Regions from separate parts of the Drosophila melanogaster genome. Here region 2 is linked to region 1. Evidence: chromatin contacts called from public Hi-C data. All regions are on one chromosome and are shown on one strand. The core of a region is the stretch at or near the end of the contact, and the rest is flanking DNA. Distances in the headings are between cores, read along the strand shown.

What was found. A called contact is a pair of places that touch in the nucleus more often than the background predicts.
Region 2: a Hi-C map of the Kc167 cell line shows a contact between it and region 1, with 2.4 times the contacts expected there. A contact is called at or near these places in 2 of 107 Hi-C or Micro-C datasets (the Kc167 cell line and eye imaginal disc).

What each region holds. Positions count from the first base shown.
Region 1 is chr2L:15,744,305-15,749,861 of dm6, forward strand. lncRNA:CR44974 (long non-coding RNA:CR44974) reads left to right here and starts at 1,953. Exons shown (of 2, transcript NR_124289.1): 1 at 1,953-2,156; 2 at 2,215-2,696. CycE (Cyclin E) reads right to left here and starts at 3,846. Exons shown (of 6, transcript NM_165125.3): 1 at 3,682-3,846. ND-B17 (NADH dehydrogenase (ubiquinone) B17 subunit) reads right to left here. Exons shown (of 3, transcript NM_165126.3): 3 at 5,015-5,547. The coding sequence ends at 5,401. It also overlaps asRNA:CR44866.
Region 2 is chr2L:16,680,760-16,686,736 of dm6, forward strand. It overlaps CG31807, which reads right to left and starts at 3,249. Exons shown (of 2, transcript NM_001299054.1): 1 at 2,851-3,249; 2 at 1,060-1,591. The coding sequence starts at 1,568. The coding sequence ends at 1,140. It overlaps grp (grapes), which reads left to right. Exons shown (of 8, transcript NM_165172.3): 2 at 3,739-3,848. It overlaps CG33552, which reads left to right and starts at 1,744. Exons shown (of 1, transcript NM_001014488.2): 1 at 1,744-2,531. The coding sequence starts at 1,860. The coding sequence ends at 2,333. squ (squash) reads left to right here. Exons shown (of 3, transcript NM_206000.4): 3 at 1-894. The coding sequence ends at 685.

The sequences.
Region 1 (5,557 bases), core at 703-3,202:
TTGTTTCTGCTCCTCATACATACGGCTTCACCTCATTCCGATTCCGAATCGGATTCTTCTGCCGCAGCGACAAAAATGTGTATGGACTATAAAAAAAAAATGCCCACATATACATACATATGTACATATGAACCATTTATTTAAGGAGTTACTATTCACAACTCATCCTTTTGGAGAACATGTAATATTTGTAAAACATTCCGCACTTGTAATTGAGAAATATTGTTGGTATTTTACTAGGAATTCGGGTTAATATGGCCAGTTGATATGTGTGGATTCCTATAACCATTTACGTATGTATGTACATATGATGAGAAAATATTCGAGATCAGTTTGGGTTCCCATCTCGTCTAGAAAATCCTTTGATGACATACCGCTTTCGAAGGTGGCAAGCACTTGGAGGATCATGAGCAGAATTGAAAGGTGTTGACTAGGATTTGAATAGATCATATAAGGAGTGTTTAGGTGGGTCAAACAAAAGAAAATGTTGGGAAAATATACAAAATTCACGACACTGAATCATCAAAAACTTGATGCTCTTACTTTTTTCAAAATCACTTCTAAGAAAAACAATTTATTTCCCCATGGTTTAAACTGGCCAAATCTAAACATAAGCGGCTGATTTTCGGCACGATCATGACATAATCGAAAAATTAAGTATACAAAAATCCACCCCATCAACAATACACCACCCACCCCCCACGCACACCCCCGCCGCGATCGCTCCAAAAGTTTAACGGCGCAAAAAGCGAACACGCAAACTAAAAAACGTCAAAAGAATGCAAAAAATAAAGAAGAAAGCAAAAATTGCGAAGAAAACAACAACAAAATGAATGTGGCAGGTAAATGGAAGCAGAGGAGAAGAGGAAAGAACGAAGATGGCGCGAAGCAAGGTGGAGACGAAGGGGAAGCGAAAGCAAAACGCCGAGAAATATCAATGAACTCCATTCTCCACTTGGCAGTCTATCTCGCTCACTCATTGGTTGGGAGCACGTACATAGAGTAACTACTCACAAAAATAAATATAACCACGATTTTACAATAATTAAAATACTATTATTAATTCTACATATGTAAACATACATACATATGTATGTACGTAGATTGTGGGTAAGGGCTAAATGCCACTACCAATCTTTTTCTTCGTGTACCAAAGATATTTGCGCCACTTTTGACATAATTCATTATTTTGTTCTTCACTCGTTTACTCCATTTTGCTTTGAACCTCTGCTTCGTGTTCGTCAAGTTTTCGAAAGGTCCGTCGACTGATCGGCGATTTTCCGAATTTTTTCGACGTCGCAGTCAAATGCTCTCTTTTTTTCCGTTTTAGAGCGCAGTACTAAAACGTTTTTGTTTGTTGTTGGTGTTGGGAAGGGGAAAATAACTTGACTCGCTGTTCTGATTGGAATAAAACGGAAGAGAGCGAGAGAAAGAGAGCTTACTCTCTCTCTTAGCGAGCGCATTTCTTCCAAGTTTGTGCTTGTGTGTGTGTCATTGGAGGAAGCGTATAAAAATGAAATGAGCATGGGAAAAGAATGGAGAAACGCAAAGTGGCGCGAATTAGGCGTTTGGGCTGGGGCAGTTTTGTTTTACCGCCCAAAATCTATGCGAATGGCGGGAAAAAGTGCAATTCGGGCGGGAGAAAGATTAGAAAGTTGGCCCAAACAGCAGGGTAAACCATAAGCTGCATCTCAAGCCTTCTATAGTAAGAAAAGCTGTAATAGTTCACTGAACTCCCGTTACGCATTAGAAACTCAGTGCACTTTTAGACGTGATTAGAAGCTTTCATTTATTTCATAGGATTTTCCAATTTGTTCCCATTGGATAACGGTTTAATTCTAATAGGACACTTTTCCTTATAGGGGGAACACTAAAACACTGTGTGGGGGAGACAATTTGTAGTTGGACACCCCGTCTCTTGCCAATCAGAAAGCAACGGTTAAATCCTACAGCGTGTCAATTTTCTTATAAGAGGATGTTGTATTTGTAGCAAAAAATGCAAAGACACGACGGCAAACGCAGCATTCTCTCCCGCTCTTTCCTTCACTGTTCCACACACACTTGTCACCGCACACGCGTCATAAATTTTATTCCACTCTGAATAACGTATTGCCTTTTATCCACTAAAACCATTGTGCAATTGGTTTTACCTTCTAGTAAGCGGAAAAATGCTTAACATAATATCCCCGGTGTTTTCACTTGTTTTTCTTAAAGGGAATTGAACAACGTTTTTCGAGAGTTTTTCGTCGTCGTCGTCGCCGGCCACGAAAAAACTTCACGAGCAGCGGAGCGGCGGCAGCAAAGTGATCGCTTTGGAACCGAAAAAAAAATTGGTGGAACTGGGTATCAAAAGCAGCGACGTCGACTGCGGCGAGTGTGCATGAGGAACGCGCCAAAACAGGCGGATCCGAAGCGCCAAAAAATGCAACAAACACAGGGGGCAACTTTGTTGTACTCTAGGGGAGGGACGGAGATGGGGCGAGCATCTCCAGCGCAAAGAACAGAGCGTGAGAAAGCGAGACGGGGCGATGAAGCCGCTGGTGGCAAGCTTGGCATTTTATTGAATGGAGTCTGCAATTGGAGTCCCCAGTCCCCAACAGGCTAGTCAGACTACAATTGGAGGTTCGACGTCCAGTCAGCTGGGTGGTCGAAAAACAGCTGACGAGGATGCCAGAAGGGCGGATTTAGTCGGATATATCGTGGTTATATATAAATACCTAAGATTTATTTCTATGTCATATGCCAATTTTAATTCAAATATGACCTTCAGAAAATAAATATTTAAATTTTAATATGAAACTATTTTTTTTAATATATTTTTAAAGCGCTCCAAAATCAATTCAAGGTTAAAATAAATTTATCTTGAAGGGTATTCATAAATCTTTAAAATTTTAATTATTTATTTATTCTTCAGAAGCCTGAAATTACATGGTTTAATATGCTTTTCTAGTAGTTTTTATGAACTGCAGCCAAATAACATATGACAAGATGACTGAGGTCGAACTAGGTGGTAACGCTGCTTTGAAACCAAACAAACCACTGCCACTTTGTTGTTTTCATCGATTAACATTCGAGCATTTTTGGCACCAACTTCGAGCGCTTATAAATCAGGTAAGCTAAATGAAAAACCATGCGTGCCTATAACCAATTGAAAGATCAAAACTCGCAGAATCTGATTTTTCACTAAAATCGAAAATCCCGTTCAATTCGGCCAAATTAGAATCGATTGAACTTGATGATTTCCCGCGCGCGGGAACCCGACGTCGGCGCGCGCTGCTGACAGCGATGACAGCTGCGCGCGCAAAGAGAAGGCGCGGAAGAGAGCGCGAGAGGGGCAGGGGAACAGAGAGAGAAAGAGGCAAAAACGTCGACGTCGCTGCTCACGTTTTTTTTCCATTACTTTTCGACTGCTACAATATCGATGGAGAAAACGGGGTCTAAAGGAAATGGCTTAAAAAGCAAGTTCACGAACTTTTGAACCCTGCACCTGCTGCAAATCGAATGGGCCAATTGGCCGGCATCACTCACCTGCTGTTGGGCAGGATTCGGGCAAATTCTCAGCGGGATTGCACACTGAAAAACACACGCGGACTGGAATGGTGATGAAAAAAATTGCACACACCGCCGCACACATACACACGCACGCCAGCCAGCAAGACAGTATAGCCTCCTTTTTGTCACCTTTTTCGACAGATTTATCGTGGTTCTGCGGTCTTTTTCACGGCTAGCTCAACCCCACGGCAGTCAAGGCCAATTCGATGCGATCCCCGCGATTTTTCAGCGACTCCAAAGTAACACAATGATCGCAAGTGGCACTGTGACGAGATCGAAATCGAGAGAGCGATGAAAGAGCAAAAAAAAAGGCCATAATCATCTGGCCACACGGCGCAAAGAGAGAGTCGGAGTTTAGTGGCAGCGGCGTTGCCACTACGGCCGATCGCGTTGCGGGATTTTTATTGGCGCGTTATTCAAATTTTGAAAAATAACTTCTATGTTAGCCTGACTTTTACTGCTCTGCATATTTAGTTCACTATTTTTCCGGGCTGATCATATCTGGAAATCGGGTATTTAAAATAATAAAAGATGTGCAACGTGCTTAATGTTAAATGGGGTTTTAGAAAAGAAATTGTATTATATAAATTTTGCTTTGATTGTTCGATTAACGGATATTAAATAATTGGATTTTCCGTTGGGAGCGTAATTTGAAACGCATATTTGATACGCTTATATTGTTTTTGTTTTATTGTTATATTCTTGTTTTTATCATGCGACTATCTAGTAATTAAATTCAAACAGAATACTCAAGTAAGAATTTTGTATTTTAGGAAATACTTAAAGTATTTTCACTCGATTTAATTTTTGGCGCACTTTTCAAACAATAACGGATGTCACTCAAATGATTTAATGGTTTTCAACTTTAATGCTCTTTTTTGTTGCTTAACTCACATATTGATTTTGTTTTATTATAGCAAATTTCGTATAATAAATGTTAGAATTACACGAACACTTTACTTTTCGATTTGAATTTGTTTGATTTTAATCCACCTCACTGAATTGCAGATTTTTTCGGCGTGCTGTTATTTATCCACAAAATAATAATTTTTAGGCAGTAATAACTAACAATTAGCGAATATTTGTCTTTAGGGAACTTTGCTAATTTTCATGTTCATGCTAATGTTAGCTATTGGTTTTGAATTTTATATTTAATATTAAAAAGTTAAATAATTAACTTCTGATAAATATTTTTTAATATAGCTTGTATTTTTAGAACTCTTATTAATTCACTCAATCACTTTTGATAATAAATTTCCTCACACAAACCGTTGCTTACAAATATTTGTATTTTATTTCGAAACTTTTAAAATTGAATTATTTATTGAATTAAAATTTATTAATTTCCAAATTACTATGTTTTAATGTTTATCCAATAAATATCATTTATGACACCTTTCTAACTCATTCTCATTGATTTCACTTAATACATTTATTAGTAATCATCAATTTGATTTATATTCAAATGTGATTAAATGCCACTTGACACACCTGATTAGAAAATTTCATTTTCTTAGAGCTTCGACCGCAGCCTGGTTTCTTCACAAGCTCGAAAAACCAAATAAAAGAAAGCTGCCGATAATTAACAATTTCCAGCGAATTGAGCACACCGGCAAAGTGCTAAGTTTGCATTTCGGCAGTGTAACACAGCCAGAAATGAATATCCGCCAAGCGCAGCAGAAAAACCTCAACTTCAGCAGCGGGGCCATGGCAAAACCACAATCCACTCTCAATCTCCAGCTTTGTGTTTTCGTTTCCATATTTATTGCGATTTTTGTTTTGATATTATTAATTTTACGTTTCAAACTTAAGCAAAATCACTAAGCCAGCTCGGGGACGATCATCTCTTCAAGCTTTCAGCGGCGACTCGTTGAATCCGCGAGCCGCGTAATCGGAAGGCGCCGATCGATCGGAGACCTTGGGATAGCCCTCATCTCCGGGCACGCACTGCTTGCGCGAGTGAATCACACGCCAGCCGCCCTTCCGGGTCCAGTCCTTAAATAAA
Region 2 (5,977 bases), core at 1,999-4,498, 940 kb after region 1:
CGACATGGAGCCGGATTTCAATTTTGTCCATGGTCAACTGGCCTACGACATGAAGAAGCAAGGGGAGTTTTGGCCGCGACCGAAATGCACATATGAATATCTGAAGTCCCGGGAAAAGAGGAATTCCGAGCTCGAAAATATCCATGGAAGCAGAGGCGGAACTGGTCGTGATATTCGGCAAAGCCTTCAGCTAATGGAGAACATACAGAAGATAGCAGGCACAAGGCCGCTGGGCGAGCACGCCACTATGAAAGATTGGGAGGATGAAAGCACAAATGAGCTAGAGGCGTTAGCCATGATGCGTCACTTCGGAATGATGTCCATGGCAACAGATTCGCTGCCCGTTCTGCCCGAAGTAAAACCACCAGAAGGACCCATTAAAATTATAAGAAACGGACGGAAACAATTTCCCCTCATCACAGACCCCGAATTTTTTAAACCACGCAAGATTCCCCGAACGAAGAATTCCAGTTCCAGTAGTTCGTATCATACTGCCAATAGTTCAATCAGTTCCTTCAGCCTTTATGAATCTGCCGCTTCAGATTTGGACAGCAGCAAGAAGCAGGGCGAGATCAAGGCGTCAAAGTCGGAGAAATACCTCGAAGTACCTTACAAACAGCTTGCGGAGAGTTACGACCAGGAAGTGGAATCACCAGTCCAATTTGGAAACCAATTCAATGAATGAAGGAGGAACCAACGGGGAATGCAATTATTAGAACCAAAAAATCAATCACTTTTTATATATAAGCTTCTGTAACATGTAAATAAACGGCTTAAACGTCGTTTAGAAAACCGAATTTATATTGGATGCAGTTCTACAAATAGAAAGAAAAATACTTGATATCATAGGGTAAACAAAATATTTATCTATTTTAATAAATTAAATGCGAAAGGAATGTTAGTGCTGTAGAATTCAATATATCCTTAAATGAATTTTTTTATATTAATTTATTGTTGCAAATGCATGTTTCCCAAACCATTTGGTAATTATTCAATTGTATCCCCTCCTAAATATGAAAAAATTGGAATATAGTCGGAAATATAATCGAGGTATTAAAATTTATGTTTATCGATTAAATCGATCGCGCTTATCAACGCACTATATTATAGCTAGAACATCGTATTTATAGAAAATAATTTTATGGCGTGTTTAATAACACACGCCAGACGTCTCTTTCAATAGCTACTTTGCGGCATATTGGGCACATATCGGCATGCTGCAAGTGGGTCCGGATGCACATCTCCCCAAAAAGGTGACCACATCTAAGCGAAACCAAGCGGTGATGATCCTTCGCTTCCCAAGGATCCAGGCATATGCAGCAAGTATTTTCGATGGCAATCTTCTCAAGCTGCTGTGTTAATTCGTCCTTGGACTCGAACAACAACTGCTCTTGCAATAATTTCTGATTGGTTATCTCTTCTTCCATTTGGTAATATAGCTTGAGTTCCTCCTCGCGCATTTTATCCTTCTCTTGAGTTGTAATATTTAGCTTCGCCAGTTGCTTGTCCTTTTGCTCACTTTTTTTCCTTTCCGCTAAGAGCTGCTCAACAACATCCTTCTTCAGCATCCTCATCAACGAGCGAGTCTGGGCTTTGTTATTGGGCATATTGTAAAGAAATTAAAATTACAAGGTGAACGAATTTTTTAGACAAGCACTTTTAGAACGAATGTCTTCTCAGTGAAGGTTTAAGCGTGGACTGCCTAGATTGAACAAAATTATTTTTTCTTGTAATCATTAGAATTAGTTGTGTGTTGCATTTTCCAACACAGCCAACATATTTACAGCTGTCAAAAAAAAAATCCATTTCAAAATAAAACTCGACTGTAATATTTGCGAATCGTTCACATCGAAAACGAGATGGATAAACAAGATATTACAAAGATGACCAAGAAAAAACTCATCGTTGAGGTCATTAAGCAGCGAAAACGGAACAAAGAAAAGGACGAAATCATCAAGGATAGTTTCGAGTCCAAAAAGCGTTTAATTGATCTGCGACTGCAACTGGACAAGGAGAAGAACATAACGAAGGAGTTGCGACTGAGGCTAGCGGCGCAGGACGCGATTGCGAATCAAGCGGAGAACCTGTCTATGAAACGAAAGAAGATCGCCGAAGAGAACAAGTGCTACATTTGCAAATGGAATTATGAGGTTACCGGAGACCATCGCCCAGTTTCAATTAAATGCGGTCACCTTTTTGGAGCGAATTGCATACTACATTACTTGCAGCGTAACAAGACATGCCCCATCTGCAAATCACAGATGATCCGCTGTATGGATGTTCGCATTATTATAGCAGGTCAAAATTTGTGCACGGCTGAATTATTACAGTAAACATTACATTTGCTGGGAAGTTGGACAAAATAAAAACCCAAGCAAAAGAAACAAGAGAAATTAATATTTTCTTGTATGTTTGTGATAATTAAACCACCACAATCATTTTCTCAATTTTTATTCAATTTCCCTTATTCAATCAATAGATGATTTGAACATTTGGCAAGCGTATATCGCAAGTGGAGTGAGACCCCCCGTAATTCCTTAATCAATAAACCACACTCCACTATATGCATACATAAATAATTTGTTATTGTTTTTGTGTGCGGGAACTATTATTATCAATTAAGCAATAATCTGTCGCAGAGTTTGCCAAATAACATTGAGAAAGTGGCTCACGTAATAAAGTAGAGGGAATTTGAAAAGTAGTGTAGTAGTAGTAGTAAAAGAATCAAGTTAAATAATAACGTTAATGTAGGTACATATGTATTGCTTAAAAATATAAATATTTTAGTGCATTTACTAATGTAGAGCAAGGTCCTTATCTGACTAATTGAATCAGGCTACAGTAACTTACTGGCTAAATTAGCAAACTTGTGCTGAGTTTTGGCGGTGCGAGTTGTCTGTCTCCTTTTTGTGGTGGCTGCTTCTCTCCCGTTTATTTTCGCGTGCATCTTCTCTTCCCGCCCGAGAAAAGTGTGAACTCACGAACACACGCAGCCAAAAGTTTTTAGTTCCGTGGCAACCACGTGCGTCTTTTGTTTCCTTTTTTCTTCTCTTGCGATTTTCCTTACTTCGCTCCCTTTTCTTCTATTCGCCGGGGTTGTCAAGCAGAAGTTTTGTTGTTATAAGTGGTGAAATGGATGCTGAAGTTGTTGTGTTTTATGCATAGGCCTGATGCTATTGTACGCAGTTGTACATCAATATCCAAACAAACCTACATACATACATACGTACATAAATAAATATGGATGTTGTCAGCGAAAAGTAGTCAAACCAAAGGATGGTGGTGAAAACTGTAGATGATGTGGGGGGGGGGGGTCTCTCTATATGTACATATGTATGGTTGTATGTTAACAAGTCTGGAGTCGCGGTCTTATTCGATGAGTGAAAGACGAAGCAAAATCAAAAATAAAGAAGCAATTCGACAAATGGCGCAAGCTATTAAAATAAATATGTACAATGTGCAAGCACTTTTTTTCGGGTGGACCCAAATTTTCACTTCGAAATATCCGTTAAAGTGTACCAAACTGAAATCTTTTTTTGTATTAATTGTTAGATTGCTGCATTTAAACCAAAAGCATTAAAAATATGAAAACATTTTTGGTTGGTTCTATTTGATTTCTCTTGACGCGCATTCTTATCAAAGCTTTAACTTTGTTTATACTTTAAGCGCATTCAAGTGTCTTTAATTTGTATACCTACCCCTAATCCAATTTCAATGTTTCAAATTTCGCTATATTAGGTAGTGATTCCCAATCAGCTTTGTTTACAAGGTCCACTCCAATTCCTACGCACTCGAGTTGTGGCGAGAGTTTTTTATGCGACATCAACTGAAGCTGGAGCTGCCGAAAGGTAAGCAGCGCACAGGGCAACTTAAAACGTTTACCAAAAAAAAATTCCTAATTTGTTGTTTAAAATATAAAATTATTAGGATTGGAAAAGGTTGATATCTTTTATTTGTGTATAATTTTTCAATTAAAAATAAAATCTCAAATTTACTGTACCGATACCACTGTGCAATGGTTGATGGAAGAGTGGAGTAAAGAAAAAGGAGCAACAGCCCTCGCCGGTAGCCGGCTTTCAGCCTCTGCTGCCACGAACAGAGCTCCCGTTCGGGCACTGTGGGGTTAGAAAAGTTTTAAGTTACATTATTTCGCTATTATTTTAATATGGGTATTAGTATTTGTAAAGATTTAAAAAAGAAAAGTTGAGAACTATTATGATATTCCATCCTGAATTCGATAAAAAAATAGTTAGAAAAACTATGATAGGGAGATATGTATATTAATACGTTTTTTGTCAAGGACTGAAATCCTTTTACTAAACGTATAATTGTACAAATTATACGTTTATGTCAATATAATTCGATCATGTATAGATGATTATTAAATAATAATAATGGAATAGTTAAACAATGGTCCGTCCCACTGTGCACTGCTGAACTTGAGCGAGAGAGCAAGTTGAACTTGCCAAATGCTGTGCGGAAGAGGAAGAGCGAGAGGATTTCTCCAACCCCTTCCCGCCTATCGTTTTTGGCGCGCGCAAGCGTAAGCTCTCCCTGCTCTCGCGGCCTCTCCGACGCTCTCTGGAAGTTTCGAGTTTCTTTCGAGGCTTTCTCGGTTCGGCGAACCTAGGCGGCAGTTTGATTTCAACTCTCAGACAGGACGAAGCGCCTGCCACAGGATATGGCTGGGAAACTATAGTGGAAACCTACGCCGCTATGTAATAGTAAATTAATAGTAGTTCTCTACTACTGCAGTAGTAGGCGGCGCTTTTCAATCGTATTGAAAGGAATACAATGACGGGGGCAAGAGAGAAACGAACGGAGAAAGAGTGCACGGACCACGAGGCTGTTTCATTAAAATTGGGATACAGACAAAACGTGGCTCGCAGGATACCGGATACGTCTGTGTGCGTGTGTGTGCCGCATCCATTCAGGAGGCTAAGAAAAAGGACGGCACACAGTTTTCAGTGGTGACTTTCTCGGCAAAATCCTAAAAAAGGACAAAACGGTTCGGTTCCTATTTGGTTTCTCGACTTTCGGTCTTCGGGGTAGTTCCTTAGTCTCTCAGAATAGCAAGATGATAAACCTGAAAAAGAAGAAGAAGCCGTCCAAGAAGCAGCTTCGCAAAAATTCCGCGCTTTGGCTCTCAATCGCCAACAATTCGTCGGAAATCAAGAAAAATGTAAGAAACAAATATTTTTAAACATAACTTGTCATTAAATATTTAGGTAAGCCAAAAACAACATGGTTGCGACATTCGATAGTAATCTTTAAATGCATAAAGTTTACACAAAGGAAAAATTATTCCTTTGTTACTAAACATAATATCGAAATCAGAAAAATTGATATATTTATGTTTGAAAATCAACATATTTTGTTAAATTGATCAACTTTTAAATAGGAACTATAAAATTACATAGGCATGTACTAAATTTATGTAAATGGATTTATGTAGATGAACAATCAACTTTTCTTTTGGGATCACAGCTTGAAATTAAAATCATATTCAAATCAGATTCCTTAGGATTTGTTTATTTATTTAGGGCATAGAAATATGAATAAATTAAAATTCTATTCTATGCTGTAATAAAATTACAGAATTCGCATTTTTGTTAGGCCCGTACAAATCCAACGTCAACTTAACAGAAGTACTTAAAAACCACAACAAATTGCACACGCGGCATTTAATTTATATTTTTCCAGCCGCTCTTTGCGTTTTTTCCCCCTCCATTTATTTTATTTTTGTGCAAGGCCCGCGAAATAAAAAGGAAAATCTCGAGGTTAGCAGCGGAGCAATGAGAAAAGCAACAAACAAAAAATACATATATGAAAATAAAAAACGCCAGAAAAAACTGGCAGCGCTGGTCTGGCCACTTGTCCGTCTGTCTGCCAGCCTGTTAAGCCCGTCCTTTTCTCTCACTGTACCGGTGTATTGGTGTGTATCTGTGTGGCTCGTTTTTATGGCCATGCAATATCT